Linked DNA regions of Lactuca sativa: region 2 is linked to region 1. A link is a contact called in public Hi-C data. All regions are on one chromosome and are shown on one strand. Each heading gives the region's core, a stretch centred on a gene start, on an enhancer-like site or on the middle of the called end of the contact. The rest is flanking DNA. Distances are from core to core; before and after follow the strand shown.

The links. A called contact is a pair of places that touch in the nucleus more often than the background predicts.
Region 2: a contact with region 1 is called in a Hi-C map of seed, with 4 times the contacts expected there. The contact joins the promoter of LOC111893406 here to the promoter of LOC111893403 in region 1. A contact is called at or near these places in 2 of 4 Hi-C or Micro-C datasets (leaf and seed).

The regions. Positions count from the first base shown.
Region 1 is chr9:180,471,545-180,475,655 of Lsat_Salinas_v11, forward strand. It overlaps LOC111893403 (dol-P-Man:Man(6)GlcNAc(2)-PP-Dol alpha-1,2-mannosyltransferase), which reads right to left and starts at 2,029. Exons shown (of 10, transcript XM_023889465.3): 1 at 1,616-2,029; 2 at 1,040-1,136; 3 at 778-937; 4 at 483-700; 5 at 108-403. The coding sequence starts at 1,902.
Region 2 is chr9:180,656,732-180,660,842 of Lsat_Salinas_v11, forward strand. It overlaps LOC111893406 (DNA replication licensing factor MCM6), which reads left to right and starts at 1,920. Exons shown (of 16, transcript XM_023889469.2): 1 at 1,920-2,234; 2 at 2,346-2,498; 3 at 2,582-2,707; 4 at 2,787-3,143; 5 at 3,228-3,426; 6 at 3,506-3,583; 7 at 3,658-3,887; 8 at 3,969-4,111. The coding sequence starts at 2,155.

The DNA.
Region 1 (4,111 bases), core at 779-3,278:
AAGAAAGAGATGAAGAACAATTTCACGATTTGCATTGAGGTAGATGAAAGAAAATGAAATGAAGACAGGGGCAAAATAGTCATTTTGCTTGAATCAATCTAACTGACCTTTCTTCTTTGTGGGGTTGTAGAGACATGAAAGCCATCCAAATATAAACAGGAGAGACAACAATCACCATATCAGGGGCGAATTTCTTCTTTGTAAATGGCAGAAGAACCACAAACATCATTGCAAAAACAAGAGCAAAATTGAAGTTATTAAATCCATTCTTCAAGTAAAATAAAGCCCCTTCAGTTCCATATAAATGACTCTCTCCACCTCCTAAAACATTATACACCAACAGATTCATAACAGAAGATGTCCATTTCCCATAGTAATGATAATCCACAACTACTGAAATTATCTGAAACAAAAACAAAACAAGTGATTAGAAAACAGAAAGTTAGAATTTAGAAACAACTTTTTTATAAAAGATTACGTACCAAAAGTGTAATTGACATAAACGCCCCTGATATAAACGCCCTTTTGAATTTTCGAAGTAGAGAGTAGACTGTTACTGGAAGAAAAGCAAGGACTGAAAATGGCCAACCAAGAATAACTCCAGTTGCTGCAACAGCAACAGCCATGGCATTCATCCCAAAAAGAAACAATGCTGAAGAGAGAGAAATTGCATACATAGAAAAAGAACTTGGCAAAAAACCTGTAAAAGTTATGAAAAAGATTTAATATGAAAAGGGAATTATTAGATTTTGATAATTCTTGCATTTGGGAACTTACTTGTGCTAGCAAAAAAGCAACCACTTGTTAAGCATAAAAGGGAGAGTGTGTAACAAGCAAGGCGTTTCCCATACTTTCTGGAAAGTGCTACTACTAAAGCAGCTTCAGATATGACAGAAAGAAGGCCAAGAAAGATTCTCACAGCATAGAATACTCTTACCTGAAATGTGATGAAGAAATCATTCGATTGATTATGTTAATGGAAGTAGAAATCAACAAGATTATAAATGGAATGATTATAGAGAGTGTTGAATTGTATTACTTTTTCCTCATCAAGCCAATTATACATCTGTGAAGCTGGCCAACCCACCATGTAATGGAACAGAATGTAGAGGTATGAACGCAATGCAAACTGAGAACTGCAATTAACAGATAATTTATCTCAGAGTTTAGAAATCATGGCTGAATTTGAGGAATGGGGATAGAACTTCCATGGAAGAGATTGTGAAACAGAAAATAATTGAAGAGCTAAGGCAAACAATTAGCACAAACACATTCCGAATTGCTTATTTCAGTGGTGATTTTTTGTTGTATTGTGAAGGGATATACATATACTATACTGTATAGCCTCGTATTTGAAAGAACTTGTTCTGAAGTTGCTATGTAAGACAGAAACAAAATCAGGCTCTTTGATTTCAGTCAAATGGTAGATTCATATTAAGATGTAGTTATTAAGTTATCTGCGCTTATTAGATCTTAGTTGGAATTCTCAGAGTGTGTAAATTTGGTGTAATCCTTAGTTCGTACTTCTAACATGTCCAACAAAGAAAAATTCAGGGATTATGATGATCATATGACTCAAACAGGTAACGAATAATGAGAAATGAATGGAGAATACCTGTACTCCCAAGTCTGAAAACCTGATTTGTAAAGGAGGAAATGAAGAGGCTCCCAATAATTGAACACTTCATCACAGTCATGAACGATATTCGTAGTTGCACTCAAATACCTTAATATCCCTAGGGCAAATATAGGAAATGTCCATGACAGACCTTTATCCACCTCAACCCCTGGTTTCTCCGCTGGCTTGTCTACCTTCGTATAACCATCCGCATCGGCCGATGTTGAAGGCAACAAACGATCGTATTCCGACGGACGTCTTCTCCTTGTTGGAAGTGCTGCCATTGCTTTACTCTGTAGCTATTGCCTCGATCCTTCTGCAAATACAGCTTGGTGGATTTGCTTTATGTTTGCTTCTTTTCCGCTTTCGGCTTCGAAAATCGTTAAAGAATGAACAAAACCGGTCGGATAGTCGTCGGAAAAGCTATTCCGTGAAACGGGAAAGCCCAAATGATTGGGTAGTTGGACTACCGGCTAAAGCCCGAATCATTGGGCCCGAATCTCCATGAGAGTGGGCGGACTGTATATCTTAAGGCTGTTTGGCAGCATCTGAATTTTTAAGATTTGAATTTTTAAGAGATCTGAATGTTTAAAAGGGTCTGAATTTTTAAGATCTGAACTTCTAACATATTATTTGGTTGAAACCTCTGAATTGTTATGCTGAATAACAAAAATGATCATTTTACCCTTCTGTGTTATTTTTTGTTGAATTCAATGTTTCTATTTAGAAAACAATTTGACAAACTTATTGAATAATTGTGAAAAATAACTTGACGATTATGTACTTCAAAATAAAAACATGCTCAAGCTCTTACCTAGCTAATTAATGGTACAATGCTTTTGAAATAAATACATGTTCATATACCCCTAATTTGTGACGAAATGAAACATTTCATTGTTAATACACATCCATATTACAAAGATTCACAAAAATTCAAAATTGATAACAAAGTCAAATTTAAGTATTTACATTTACATCTATGTAAATAGAATAGTGAAAAACACAAATTCATATCATCTTTTTTACTTTTGCTCCCTGGATCAAAAGATACCCCTAAACATTGACACCCATCCAATATCCTTTTCACCTTTTGTATCGGTATGGACGGTACCAAGATGCAGTGCTGCACCAAAATAAGACTTTTAAGAAACTACTAATCAAAACATAACCATAACTGTCTGAATTAACAATGAACTGTAAGCACATCTCCAGAATAGCAACAAAGCAGATAACTGATCAAATTGGTTCAAATCTTGATAAAACATCAGCAAGCAAACTCAATAATGGGTAATAAACAACTCAATAATTGGTTCAACTTTGCTAGAAAACACTTCTATCGGATCAAAACTATATTGATTCCGAGTATACACCTGCTATCATATTTCATAAACAATACATATCAATATGACTTGAAATATGCATATGAAAATGGTGGGGCTGGCCGATTAGGGTTGAGTCATGGAGTTGGCTAATAAACAATATTTCAAGCGGTGATCGATTGACAATTCCAAAAAAGCAAGATAAATTGAAAACCCTAAAATTCTACACAATACCTGGTGTGATATTCGAAAAATGGTGGGGCTGGCCGATCGTCCTATTAGGTGGAGGGACTGCGCTCCAACGATGGTCCGATTAGGACTGTGAGTCGTTGGAAGAGACGGTGACAAGCAGGCATTGGAGGGTAGCAATCATCGGAGAGGGGTTGGAAGGAATAGGATTCGTGAGAAATAGAAAGAGACGAGGGGGCGCAGGGGTAAAAACGAAATACGCGTCGATGAGGGAGCCGGAGGGCTTCGTTGTCAGCGACAATGTTCGGCAATGTCTAGATGGGATGACCGGAAAGGATGGTGAATTGTGGAGGGTTGTAATTGGAGTTTTCAGTGGGAAGCGCCGTTTGTGAAGAAGAAAGAGCAAAGGGAAGGAGATAAAGTATCTGGGCAAAAAGGGAATGCACGTTGTTTTTATTTTTCCAGATATGTCTTTAGATCTGAAAGTTTAAGAGGCAACTTATAAATTCAGAGGCATAAAATAATATGCAACCAAACAGTCTTTATCTGAAAAATTAAGAGCTTGCCTCTTAATTTTTCAATTAAGAGGCTACCAAACAGGGCCTTAGTTGCATGTTATATGTATGGTATGTGGTATCTTAGGGGAGCTCATTAAGTTCTGTGCTAAGGGTTTCAGTTTTGGTTTCAGGTACTTCTGCTAAAAAAGAGAAGGGCTCGGGATGATCACATGACACACACCACAGTTTTCTAGCCTGGGATATTTCACTATGATATTTGATATGATATTTTGATACTTTGAGAGTTATGATGATGTTTTTAAGATACATAGTTTGCGATGTTTACATGATGATATTTCTGTGGTCTTAATAATGAATTAAAAATGAAATTTTTGGACCGTATTTTTGGGATGTTTCCATGTCGTCTATGTTATGGATACCTGGGATAAGGGTAAGGCGTCAATGGATGATGTACCAATCGTGCGAGA
Region 2 (4,111 bases), core at 670-3,169, 190 kb after region 1:
TACAAGTGCTTGAGCTCTACGGTGACATACCATATAAGTTGGTTAACAAATAACCCCACCCTCACCCCCACCTACATCCCTAGGTTAAGTTCTTCAATTTTTTGCCATTTTTTGTGTTCAAGTGTTGTTGTCAAATATAAAAAATAGCAATGTGTATTCATATTTTGTGTTATTTTTGTTCTTAGAATTTATTTATATACTTAAATTTGATTTTTTTATTCTTTTATACAAAGTCAGTTGCTATGCATTATTTTTTTTTTCTATTTTAATTTGTCAGTTCTTGTAATACACAGGTTGTAAAACCTATATTCTAATAAACGAAACCTAAAAATGTCATATGTTCATTTTCTAGAATGCCTATTCCATAATATATGTTTCCACTTAAACTTTCTATATCATTTAGTCCATAATCGGTTGTAAGTTTTACTGGCTATGTAATTTCTTTTTGTATTGTTTATTGTCCAACTTCCTTCTGTCATTTTCCTTAATAAACTTTATATTATTGTTCAAACAAAAGATATATTAGCAATTGAAAATGGGTTTACACTCTCATGATGTTCATTATTATTGTTAACAAACATTTTTTTAGATTAAATATTATGAACCAAAACTCGTTAGAAAATTAAGAGAACCATTTGATATATTAGCAAATATAAATGTGATCATTAGTAAAATTCCATTACAATCAAAATAGCAACGGACTATCTTTTTTTTTTTTTTTTTTTTTTTTTTTTTTTTTTTTTCTATTAACACATTGTACTATAGCAAGTCTATAGAAATAACATTTTGATTCAAATACAAAACCTTTTTCAAAGCCATCAATATGTCTAATAAAAGTTCTTACCTTTGATGACATAAATCGTATACGAATAATTTACAAGTTAATTTAGATAATATAATTAATATTCTAAAATTTAAAATTTTATTTTATAATTATGTGTTACATGAGTTTTAAAACTATTCAATCTATGTTTTATGTGTGTAAACTATGATGGAACACATAAGAAGAGTAGATTATTGGATTTAATTTGATTTATTTTAATTGTGAAGTCTTAAACATCAATGATGTTTTTTTTTATCAACCGAAGGTGTCCATAAGTTTAGTTTGATTTATTTTATACATTTATATGTTTTTTTATGTGTTTCCTGCGTTTATTAGTAATAATAATATTCAATGTATTTTGATCATTATTGGAACTATTGATGAAAAAAGTAATCCTAAAAATAGGATAAGAAAATCTAGAATAGAAATAACCGGTGCGTATGAAGTATGACATTTTGTAAGATCTAGATTTTACGCAATCTAGCTAGAAAAATAGAAATTAAGATGCATTTTTGTTTGAGCATGAAAATAAAACCCGGGGACATTTTCGGTATTTCATTTTGAAGGTTTGGAGGGTGATTAGTTGCCATGCGTCAAAAAAAGTATTTTTTTTATTATGATAGAATATATATATAATAAAATCAATTATCGACAAAGTTTTTTTTTTTTCTTTTCAAAATTCATGATTTTATCTGTATGTTCTCAAGTAAAATTGTATGATTAATAAATTTAAAATTAATATATGATTATTATTCGTTACATAATGATATTACGATATAGAAAGATGCTAAGACAAAACTAAAAATAAACCATCGTTATAAACAATATTTTTAAATTAGTATGATTATTATTGGGTGATCGTTTTATTTTGAAGCATCAAATTTCTTTAAAATAAATAACCAACAAATACGCAAAATAAACCATCATTTCAAACTATAAAATAATAAAGGAGCTACAAACAGTAAAGCACCGAACTCATATTTTTATTATTATAATGTCTGTTTTATGATAATATATTCAATTCGAAGTTTTAAACCATCGTGCATTTGGTTTTTAGAAAAAACAAAATAAAATAAAGAAAGATAATAAAACTTCTACGAACGAATGAAATGTAATATGTCTTATTCAGAGGCAATTGCCACTTGGGTCGGAGCATCGGGTCAAGGCGGCCCATCCCGCGAGATGTGGCGGGAACCCTAACACGCTCTGCTTATTTTCCCGCCAAAAAGTGCATACACAGTTTCATTCATCTACTTCCGTTCCCAATCAACGAATTCACTCACAGTTGAGCAAAAAAAGAAAAAAAAACTTAGAGGAAGGCAGCCAACAATATGGATTCTTTCGGCGGCGCATATTTCACCGACGAGAAAGCAGCGAAGGTCGAGAATATCTTCTTGGAGTTTCTTAAGAGGTATGGCATCAGGGTTTGTCGTGTAGATCCAAATGAAATTGATGCGATTCATGTTTGAATTTGACAACTTTTGGTCTCTGCCTTTTAATTTACTTTTATTATGCGTTACAGTTTTAGGTTAGATGCGAATTCGAGGGAACCTTTCTATGAATCGGAAATCGAAGCAATGAGACCAAACGAGTCCAACACAATGTTCATCGATTTCTCTCATGTTATGCGGTTCAACGATGTTCTGCAGAAAGCAATTTCTGATGAATATTTGAGGTAAACTTTCCTTTCCTGTTTCGAGTAAAATTTAGTAACATTTTTGGCTTTGAAATTGTTGAATTGTATGATACACCTTTTAGGTTTGAGTCGTACCTGAAGAACGCATGTAAGAGGTTCGTAATGGGTCAGAAACCCACCTTCATAACCGACGACAACCCAAATAAGGATATCAATATTGCATTTTATAATTTACCTGTCATAAAAAGGTACATTTTCTTCTACACTATTATCAATCTACTAGTATTTGTTTGAAGATTTCAATTTTTAATTTATGTTTGTGTCCAGATTGAGGGAACTGAGCACATCTGAGATAGGCAGACTAGTATCAGTTACAGGAGTGGTGACTCGTACTAGCGAGGTTAGACCAGAACTCCTCCAGGGAACTTTCAAATGCTTGGATTGTGGAACCATCATCAAAAACGTTGAGCAACAGTATAAATACACTGAGCCCATGATATGCATTAATGCTATGTGCTCAAAGAAAGGAAAATGGGCACTTCTTCGACAAGAAAGTAAATTTGCAGATTGGCAGAGGGTCAGGATGCAGGAAACATCAAAAGAAATACCCGCAGGATCCCTTCCGAGATCATTAGATGTCATTCTTCGCCATGACATTGTTGAACAAGCTAGGGCTGGTGACACGTATGTAAATTCAATTCACACACTTTTTTCTTTTCTCTTTACATAACAACTCTTTTTAACTTTTATACTTACTTCACTTTGCAGGGTGATCTTTACTGGCACTGTGGTTGTGATACCTGACATTTTCGCATTAGCAGCTCCTGGAGAAAGAGCCGAAGTTCGTAGAGATGGTGGTAGTAAACGCGACACCACTGGCACTGTTCAAGAAGGTGTTAAAGGCCTCCGGGCTTTGGGAGTTAGAGATCTTTCTTATCGCCTTGCCTTTATTGCCAATTCAGTGCAGGTTTGTTGTTTACTTCACCTTAACGTTTTTGTCAATCGTTCTTTCCATTTATATTGTTTTTGTGTGACTCTTTATTCAGATTTGTGATGGGAGAAGAGATGCTGATATACGAAATAGGAAGAGGGATGCTGAGGATGAAGACAATCTACAATTCACGGTTATTGATTTGACCCGACCCGTATTATATTCTCTAAAGTTCAAGTTTACTTAATTTTTTCTCTGTTATTGTAGCCGGAGGAGGTGGCTGAGGTTAAACAAATGAGAAATACGCCTGATTTTTTCAACAAACTTGTTGATAGTATGGCACCTACTGTTTTTGGACATCAAGATATCAAGCGAGCAATTCTGCTTATGCTTTTGGGTGGAGTTCATAAGTTCACCCATGAAGGGATCAATCTCAGGGGGGATATCAATGTTTGTATTGTTGGAGATCCTAGTTGTGCTAAATCTCAGTTTCTCAAGTAAGCATTCAATCTATTTAAATTTAAAATTTAAATCTTCTTTTTATAATATGAGCAGAGTTTCACAATTTTTTTTTGTAGATACACAACAACCTTAGTTTCAAGATCTGTGTACACATCCGGGAAATCTTCATCTGCTGCTGGATTGACAGCCACTGTTGCAAAAGAACCAGAAACCGGAGAGTTTTGTATTGAGGCTGGTGCACTGATGCTTGCTGACAATG